Regions from separate parts of the Hordeum vulgare genome. Here region 1 is linked to region 2. The links are chromatin contacts, called in public Hi-C maps. All regions are on one chromosome and are shown on one strand. Each heading gives the region's core, a stretch centred on a gene start, on an enhancer-like site or on the middle of the called end of the contact. The rest is flanking DNA. Distances are from core to core; before and after follow the strand shown.

The links. Hi-C and Micro-C count contacts between places; a contact is called where the count stands out from the background.
Region 1: a Hi-C map of seedling shows a contact between it and region 2, with 2.4 times the contacts expected there. The contact joins the promoter of LOC123445215 here to the promoter of LOC123445188 in region 2. A contact is called at or near these places in 2 of 6 Hi-C or Micro-C datasets (leaf and seedling).

The regions. Positions count from the first base shown.
Region 1 is chr1H:460,073,992-460,079,047 of MorexV3_pseudomolecules_assembly, forward strand. It overlaps LOC123445215 (E3 ubiquitin-protein ligase UPL4), which reads left to right and starts at 2,835. Exons shown (of 17, transcript XM_045122176.1): 1 at 2,835-3,555; 2 at 3,653-3,763; 3 at 3,843-3,959; 4 at 4,049-4,207; 5 at 4,285-4,443; 6 at 4,858-5,013. The coding sequence starts at 2,953.
Region 2 is chr1H:459,810,311-459,815,297 of MorexV3_pseudomolecules_assembly, forward strand. It overlaps LOC123445188 (probable DNA helicase MCM8), which reads right to left and starts at 3,272. Exons shown (of 18, transcript XM_045122146.1): 1 at 3,025-3,272; 2 at 2,042-2,182; 3 at 1,834-1,948; 4 at 1,544-1,766; 5 at 1,307-1,470. The coding sequence starts at 3,210.

The DNA of each region.
Region 1 (5,056 bases), core at 1,585-4,084, 260 kb after region 2:
GGCTGAGGGTATGTACTAGTAGCTATGTGTTTGATCTCTCTCTCTCGTGTTCTTGAGATGTCTTGATCTCGATGTACCATGGGCTTTGCTACTATAGTTGGATCTTATGATGTTATTCCCCCTCTCCCTTCTTGTAATGAATTGAGTTTCCCCTTTGAAGTTATCTTATTGGATTGAGTCTTTGAGAACACTTGATGTATGTCTTGCACGTGTCTATCTGCTGTGATCAACTTGCGGGTTTGTGACAATTGGGAACCTATGCATATGGGTTGGCACATGTGGATTCATGTGAGTACTCGATGTATGTTTTGGTGATCAACTTGCGGGTTTGTGACATTGGGAACCTATGCATAGGGGTTGGCACACGTTTTGACTCTCCGGTAGAAACTTTGGGGCACTCTTTGAAGTTCTGTGTGTTGGATTGAATAGATGATTCTAAGATTGTGTGATGCATATCGTATAATCATGCCCACGGATACTTGAGGTGACAATCGAGTATCTAGGTGACATTAGGGTCTTGGTTGATATGTATCTTAAGGTGTTATTCTAGTATGAACTCTATAATAGATCGATCAGAATGAATAACTTTATGGTGGTTTCGTACCCGACAATAATCTCTTCGTTTGTTCTCCGCTATTAGTGACTTTGGAGTGACTCTTTGTTGCATGTTGAGGGCTAGTTATATGATCCAATTATGTTATCATTGTTGAGAGAACTTCCACTAGTAAAAGTATGAACCCTAGGCCTTGTTTCCACGCATTGCAATACCGTTCGTGCTCACTTTTGTTACTAGTTACCTTGCTGTTTTTGTAATTTCAGATTACAAAAACCTATATCTACCATCCATATTGCACTTGTTTCACCATCTCTTCGCCGAACTAGTGCACCTATACAACTTACCATTGTATTGGGTGTGTTGGGGACACAAGAGACTCTTTGTTATTTGGTTGCAGGGTTGCTTGAGGGAGACCATCTTCATCCTACGCCTCCCGTGGATTGATAAACCTTAGGTCACCCACTTGAGGGAAAATTGATACTGTTCTACAAACCTCTGCACTTGGAGGCCCAACAACGTCTACAAGGAGAAGGTTGTGTAGTAGACATCATCCGCTTGCGAGCAAGATCTTAATGTGGCTGGCAGTACAACACTGCTTGTGGACTGCTGATAGAAGGGTCCGCCATGGTTTGGAAGAACACAACTCCCCGTGTTATTTGTGCGACCAGGAGGAGGATGCAGTTGAACACATCCACGTGCAGTGCATTTTTGCTCGGCAAGTTTGGCACATTAGTTTCATCAGGATGGGTCTTGCGGGTCTTTATGTACCACTCCCACACGACACCTTGGTTAAATGGTGGTTGACGGCCAGGAAGCTATCACCAAGCCTACGCGTAGAAGTTTTGACACCTTTGTCATACTCATGTGTTGGACCATTTGGAAGCAACACAATGGTAGGGTGTTTGGCAGGAACCAAATTAAGAATGGCTGGGGCATGACCGACCTAATCTTCGATGAATTGCGTTCTTGGGCCAGAGTGGAGCTTTTGGAGTCACTCCATTAGCTGAGTAGTTTGTCGTATGAGTGGAGGAGGAGGCGGGGGGGTTATGCTGGTTATGATCAGTGTGTGATCGTTAACTAGCTGCTTGTAATCTCTTATGCATATTTCCTGCCTTCTATAAAGCTTGATACACCAGTGGTGTACCCTACAAAAAATCCATTTGCTTGCGGGGATGAGGAAAAAGAAACCACTTGCTATAGTGGTTGGTGGCCCAATGCAAGACACGTCGTCGCGTGGAACAGTGGGCGGATGATGGGGTGGAAATCGGTCGGTTGAACCACATTGTTTCCTTTTTTAAAGCTCGTCGTAAAACTTTTTACGAGCCGGCTGGATATATGGTACATGTTCGGGTCATGTTTGCGGCCGACCTATATAGCGGCTAGAGATGCTCTAATGAAATCTCCTTTTAAGGTCATGTTTGGAACCACAATAGATTATAATAATCTGAAATATGAAGATAAATTATATAATCTGGTTTATAAAAATAATCTAGGTGGACATATTTGGAGGCCAAATTTTATAATTGCCATGCAGGTTTTACATTACATAATGACTTGTCTGTCCTCTGTTTTTTTTTAAAAAGAGAAGGGTGATGGTGGTAGGAATGTAATTATCTCCAACTTTACAAGGGTAATGGATCATTAGCAATCCATAATCTGAATTTGGTTGGTATAGAGTAGATTATGAGTTTTTAATAATCTGTCTATCTAGTTTTTTATAATCTATACCATAGTTTATCCTGTTTGAAGACATATTAGATTATCAAAACTAGATTATATAATCTGGATGGTTTCAAACAGGGTGTAAAAAAACAAATCAGATCGGCTAAAAAAAACAGAAAACAAAATGAGACGCCGTCCTTATCCATCCGCCCTCCACGTAACCCGCAATTAACAAAGGACGCACGGGCAGTGCCTTCCCAGGTAAGCCTCGCCCCCGCCAATGGACGACACCGGCGCTACACCAAAAGTCCAAAAGCAAACCCCAAACCGCAAGTCCAGGCCAGGCCGCGCCGTTCCTTCCATTACTGCCCTCGCCCTCGCCCTCCACCCACCCCCCCCCCCCCCCCCCCCCCCCTCCTCCCGCACACAATGGCGGTGCCGGTGCAGAGCACCCCAACTCCCAGTCCCAGTCCCAGTCCCAGTCCCAGATAAACACGCGGAATCTCCCCCACAAACCGCACCAAATCGGTTAAAAATCTCCCGGATTTTAAACCCGATCCATCGCGCAGATAGAGAAGAAGGGGTAAACCAGGCTAAAAACTCCACCCCACCCCCACCCCCACCCCGCACGTCTCCCGTATCCCCCCGATTCCACCCCCCCTCCGATCGATCGTGTTGCTGGCAGCGAGGACTGGTGCTGTGCTGGCCGAGGAGTCTGTCTCAGGTAAGCGCCGATGGATCGCTGCCGGAAGCGCCCCGACTCCGACCCCGGGGGCTCCGGCGAGGCCGAGCCCCCCGCCGATAAGCGCCCCTGCACCGCCGAGCCCTCCACCTCCGCCGCCGCCGCGCCGCCGGAGCAGGCCGCCTCCGACATGGACACCTCGTCGTCTGGCCACCCCGCCGAAGGCGATGGCGATGCCGATGGCGATGCCGATGTGGACGGAGACGACGGCGACGGGGGGTCGTCGTGCGAGTCGGACGGGGACGGGGGGTCGGGCCCCGGGGCCAGCAAGTTCCGACGGATGGTGGCGGCCGTCGCCTCGGAGGGCGCCGGGGGAGGCGCGCTGCTCGCGTCGCTCACGGAGCTCTGCGAGGCGCTCTCCTTCTGCACCGAGGACGCCGGGGGCTACTTCCCCGTCGAGTCCGCCGCGCGGGCGCTCGTGCGCCTGGCCGGCGCCGACGTCGCCAGCCCCGACGAGATGCTGCTCGCCGTGCGCGCCATCACCTACCTCTGCGACGCCATGCCGCGCGCCGCCGACGCCGTCGTCCGCCACGGCCTGCTCCCCGTGCTCTGCTCCCGCCTCCTCGCGATCGAGTACCTTGATGTGGCGGAGCAGGTAACGGGGCCGCTCTGCAAACCCAGCCAGACCATCACATTGACCTGAATCAAGCCGCTTTTTATGTGATCAGCCACGCTTCTTTCTGTATGAGCAGTGCTTGCAGGCGTTCGAGAAGATATCGCTGAGGCAGCCCGCGCAGTGCTTGCAGGCTGGCATGATAACCGCCGTGCTCACATACATTGACTTCTTCGCTGCAAGTATTCAGGTTAGAATTGCAGCAACTCCATCTTTGCTGCTGAAATTCTACTGCATTCTCTAACTGGATGCGTGCTTGCATGGTTCAGAGGGTTGCTGTCTCAGCTGTTGCAAATGCCTGCAAGAAGGTCCCTGCAGATTGCTCCCAGTTTGTCATGGACTCGACCCCAATGCTGTGTAATTTACTGCAGTCTGAGGACAAGATGGTATTGTTGCCCACTAATTTATCCGAGCTTGCTTGTGTTAGGCATGTACATAGTGCTCTGCTAATGTTTCAGGTGATATAATATCACAGGTTGTGGAAAAGGTTGCAACTTGCCTGATAAGCATTGTAGACTCTTTCAGTGGTTCAGTGGAGCTTCTTGACCAGCTATGTCACCAGGGCCTGGTAGAGAAGGTCCTTCCTTTGATCAATGCCAGCGGACTCACTTCCCTTAACCCATCAACTTGCAGTGTATGCTCCCCCTAGACATTCTATATTTATCCTTGGTATGTATTGAGGGAGTTGATCGTGGTTTGGTGTGATTGCAGAACTTGATCGGGCTCCTGGCTAAGCTAGCCTGTAATTCACTTGTGGCAGTGAAGTCTCTCTTTGAGTTGAATGTTGGTAGCACCATAAGGGGGATTTTGGTCAGTTCAGATCTCTCCCATGGGATGCCATACCTGCCTTCGGAAAACCAAAATAACCAGGTTGTTTGCTTAATAGCTTCTTTACTGCCAGGCCATATCTCTATAGTTTTGCTTTTGGTAATGTCGGCATCAGGTGGTCCATAACCTACATGAGCAGACTGCAGTTACTAGTCAGTAGTAACACATGCACTAAGCTGATTTGATCAGTGTATTTACTAGAAATCTTATAAGCTACGTTGCCATTATTGTGAATTTATCTTATCATGTCTTTGTGACTTAACTTTTGTTGTAAACACTACTTTCCTCTTCTAAACAAGCGAAATAGTATCTGCACTGATCAGTAAATAAGTAACCATAATGGTAGAACTTGTCTGATCACATCCCTTGATCCTTCTTTCTACACCAACATGCAGCCCTGAAGTTCACACTAGCTGTCATCTAGTGATTTGATAATTTAATTCTTCATCCAATCAGGTTAATGAAGCTCTGAAATTAGCAATCCAGCTTATTCCTTCTGCGGCAAGAGATGTTGAGGACACCTATATAGTACTCGCGAAAGAAAAAATATTAGTAGATGAACCAGGGTTCTTGTGTCAGTTCTCTGCTGACGTTCTTCCAATCTTGATCAAGGTCTGTTCATAATAATTAACTAACGACTCATAATGTTGCTCGT
Region 2 (4,987 bases), core at 2,022-4,521:
AAACCTATTACTGTCTGTCTATGACGCGAGCTCCAGTGCATTCGATTAGTCCACCCGGCCATTGATGTCGATGCCAGTCCGGGACAGTGCAACTAGATTCAAATATGAGTTGTACCCCCTCCGTTCTCAAAAGGGAAGCATATAACTTTTGGCTCAAGTCAACCGGTGCAAACTTTGACCAAGTTTGTAGAAAAAACTACCAACAACTACAATACTAAATAAATATAATATTAAACTATATTTTATTATTGATTTAACACTACTAACTTGGTATTGTAGTTGTTGGTATTTTTTTCCAGAAACTTGGTCAAACTTTGTACCATTTGACTTGAGCCAAAAGTTATGTGCCTTCCTTTTGAGAAAGGAGGAAGTAGTCAGTTAGGATTATGAGGTATAAGGTCATACACAGATACGCTAGTAGAGATACATGCTACGTAAAGGAACTGTAATATATCAAATGAATGAAGACGCAATTCACCTCTATATCTCGCTCTTTATATCTCCCATCTAGCCGATACATTGCACCTACCACCTAGACTCTGCTCCAACCCATGAATTTGGCACTGAGGAGACGTGGGGATTGAACTTGTCCTTCCCTCAGCCACAACTATTGGCTGTGGCAAGACTGTGGCAGTAGATGCTGCCTCCAGGACCTCTGAGTCTGTCCCAACATATCCCTCCTGGACACGTTTCCTTGGTGACATGGTCTGTTGATGTGCCACTTCCCTGCTTTGTGTGGCGTGCATGGCCTTTTGTATGGGATACCGTGCATGACAGGGAGACATCGTCACGACTATTGCATCGTGCATGACAGGGAGACATCGTCACGACTATTGCATGTGGCAAGGTCCTGGCCCCACACATAGTAACCTTTTGGCTATCATCATTGTTCTATAAACAATTCTTGGGTCTTACATTCAAGGAAAAATCATACAAAGCAACCGTATCTAAAAAAGAGTGAATGTTTTGGTTAAGGACTTAAGGTAAAGATAAAGTGAGGGGAGGTTTTAGGGATAACAAACGTAGCCAGAGATAGGTCTTCCCTAAGAGTAACATGGAACTTGGTAATGCTTCTTGTGAACTACCTGATACGGTTACACCTAGTAGTCCATAATGCACCAGAACCAGACAACCAACCCAAACTAGTGAACAACCTTAACAAAAGATTGAAAACATATGCGCTACAGGTGTTGCAGGCAATTTGGGGCACCTGAACATTAGCATTTTTTGTTTTTTCGCAAAGAGGATTCAGGCTTTAAAGCAATGAACAATGAAAAATAAGATACTGGATTCTTCAAAATTTTACCTCCTCCAACATCCATATAGTTGTTCAGCACTTTGACGATTCCAGCTACGGTTATAACCTCTCCAGGGATGCAACAATCTACAAGATCTTCTGTAAGCTCACATTCTATAGTTCGTGGCACTCGGCCTTCTTCACGGTTTTCAGCACTAGAAAGCTCTTGTATCCTGTTAAAAATAAGAAAAACAGAGCTTAGTGTTATAAGCAGAGAATGACAAAGATTATCTATTTATCACTTGCCTTATTTTCTGAAAATCCATCAACTTGGCAGTAGATCTCACTGGGGTGAATGTTCTGCCCTTGCAACCCTGAATTATGCAGGATACTGGAGGTGAAAATTTCCCATCAGAGAACACACGACGGATGAGTGTAGCACACTTCATGCAATGAAAATCCAGCGCCAGTACTAGAGGTTTCACAGTACTGACTTTTACAACAGTACCACGCACTGTCACTAGTTTCCCTATGAGGTGAATCTACAAGTCAGTACTTGATTTAGATGCAGAGCACATAAAGACAGAAGTTCTTACTAATACAGGCCGCTTTCAAATTCTTCAAAGCAATGATTGTTTCAGTGTGATTGTAAAGCCTGATATTGACCTTATCTACGTCGTTCAACAGGAGGCCCATGCCCGGGCACTTAGCCTGAAGAAAACATCAAGAACCAAAGTACAGTGAGTGAAAAAACAAAGCCCAACTGGCAACACAAGTAATTTTAGCATGAAAAGTAGCATCAACCAGATGAACTGCAGCTCCCATGCAAAGTAAGGCTTCTTTAGGATTTTCCCTGAGGGTATCTAAGAGCTTGGTACCACCGCACAGGTTCTTCAGCTGCTGGAAATCAATCGGAAGGAAGAAGACAACGCCATCATCTTCAACCTGTGAATGTAGTGATAAGTTATAACCACATGAATTCATCCACTTATTGAAACCGGAAAAATTCTTCCATGTCTAATGACAAAAGCACACTATGAAGCAATGCGTTTAAATCATTTCCATATGATTAGTAATTTATTGTGCAACTACATGATGCTATGATTTCATTTTTCAATTGGAACCTTGCATCCTGCTTTGCGTAGTATAGCAGCAGCATATTGGAGTATAACTGTATAAGTAACCATATGATACTGACGAAGTAAACTGCAACAGTAGCAAACTTATTCACAAAATTACAAGCTCCTCTTCATTCATTTTCCTCCTAAAGAAGGGTGTTCCCCTTTTTTCTGATTAGACATGTCAATACTTCATCTACCAGGAGCCACCAGCGCATTGGGACCTTAATATTGAAGATTGTAGAAACAAATTCTGCCCCAAATTTCGAGTTCGGTTCAATCAGGTAAGTAAACTATTACCCAAACTCTGCCCTGACAGTAAGGAACCAAGACACATTCTACTACAATGGTACTGCCCAATTAAATATCTAGCAATGGCAAGCTCAGAAACTAAAATAGTTGGAAACGGACAGACCTTAGGCACGAGCCTGAAAGCACTTTAACTATATATATATATACAGTTCCAATGTCAGCTGCCACTCCCAGAAATTTCAATCAACGATCGATCAGCCAATCCCAAAAAAAAAAACTAGGCACCAATCAGTCGCGCAGTAATCGCGATAACTGCATCGCGTCCGAAGGGATTAAGCAACCCTAGAATCGCATCACCATAAGAGATGGGCGAAAATGAGGCGCTGTACAGTACGCGGAATGGGGACACATGCTTACACGTGGGAGGAGCTTCGCGCTCTCCTCCAGCTCCAGGACCTTAACCAGGTCGCTGATGAGCCTGGCCCTGGGGTCGTCCGCCGGGAACACGGTTTCCTCGGGGAAGTATCTCGGCCAGACCTCCGTGAGATTCGCCATGGGGGCGGCGTCGACGGGGCGGCAGCCCTTCTGGATGTCGGCGTACATCCCTAAGGAGGTCGCGGGGATTATCTTCTCCGACGATTTGGACGGTGGGCGGTGGCGGTGGCGGTGGCGGCGGGGAAGGGGGCGGGGGCTAGAGGCGAGGCTTGGGACTTGGAAGGCGGGCGGAGCGAAAGTTTTAGCAGGTTTTTGCGCCGCGGGCGTGGGGGTGGGGAGTGTGACGGGAGAGAGAAGAGAAGAGAAGAGAAGACTGTGACAGACGGGTGGGTCCAGAGACGGACGACCGTGCGCCTATATACGGGGAAGAGAAGAGAAGACTTGCTCCAAGTGAATACGAGTACCTCTCCCGAATAAAATTCCGCGCTTACTATGGCGTATGACAACATACGGCTTATCTTTAGAAAAAACTCAAATACGCACGAATGTGCGTATTATATACTTTTTCTTTGTTCTAAAATAAGTGTTATTGTTATAGTATTAAATTTATACTAAAGTGATACTTCCTACGTTCCTAAATATAAGACATTTTAGACCTTGTTCGGTTCTTTTAGAATTTAAGGGGTTTAGAGGGGATTGGAAGGGATTAAATGTTTGGGAACGTAGTAAATTCAAAATTTTCTACGTCATATAAGGATCTATCTATGAAGAGACCAGCAACGAGAGAGGTTGTAGAGCATCTTCATACCTTTGAAGATCGCTAAGCGGAAGCGTTATTATGAACGCGGTCGATGGAGTCGTACTCGCAGCGATTCAGATCGCGGTCCATTCCGATCTATGTGCCGAATCACGGCACCTCCGCGTTCAACACACGTACAGCCCGGTGACGTCTCCTACGCCTTGATCCAGCAAGGAGGAGGGAGAGGTTGAGGGAGAGCTCCGGCATCACGACAGCGTGGTGGCGGTGGAGCTACGAGGTCTCCTGACAGGGCTTCGCCAAGCATCGTGGGAGAGGAGAAGCAGGGCTGCGTCGAGAGAGAGATTTCGTCCGTCTCAAATCAGCCAAAACCTCCACTATATATAGGGGGGGAGGGAGGGGGCGCCCCCTTTAGGGTTCCCACCCCCAAAGGGTGCGGCAGCCCCATCTAGGGCTGGTGGTGGCGGCCAGGGAAAGAGAGAGGGGGGTGGCGCACCACAGATGGGCCTTAGGCCCATCTGCACTAGGCACTACTGGAATTCTTTTATTTGTCGTCTGCCAAATCTTTGCCATCAGCGAGCAGACGACAAAGAACATATTTGCCATCAGCTTCAGGAAAACAGACGGCAAAGAGGTGCTCTTTGTCGTCCGCCCACAGACGACAAAGGAAGAGAAGGCAGACGGCAAAGCTGACGCCATCACCCACCTCTTTGCCCCACCCCACCCGCGCCCACCCCACCCCTTTGTCGTCTGCCTTCTCTTCCTTTGCCGTCTGCGGCAGACGGCAAAGTGGATGGACACCTAACGATAACGGTCGCCGCGCCCTCCTCTCTCCCACTCTCTACACTCTCTCCAGTCTCCCTCACCGCAGCCTCACCCGACCCCCAGCGCCGCCGCCGCCCCCACCCCAGCGCCGCCGCCACACCCCGCCGTCGCCGCCCCACCGCCGCCGCCGCCGACGCCACCCCCACCCCAGCGCCCCACCCCACCGCCGCCGCCCTCCTCGCGCCCCTCACAGTGCCCCTCCTCCCCCTGTGGCCCTCCTCCCCCTGCTGCCCTCCTCCCCCTGCGGCCTCTCCTCCCCCTGCGGCCCTCCTCCCCCTTTCGGTTAGTTTTTTTTCTTCTTTTTTTAATAGTTTTTGTCTAATTAGTTATATGTTTTAGTGAGGTTTTGGCTTAGTTTTAGTT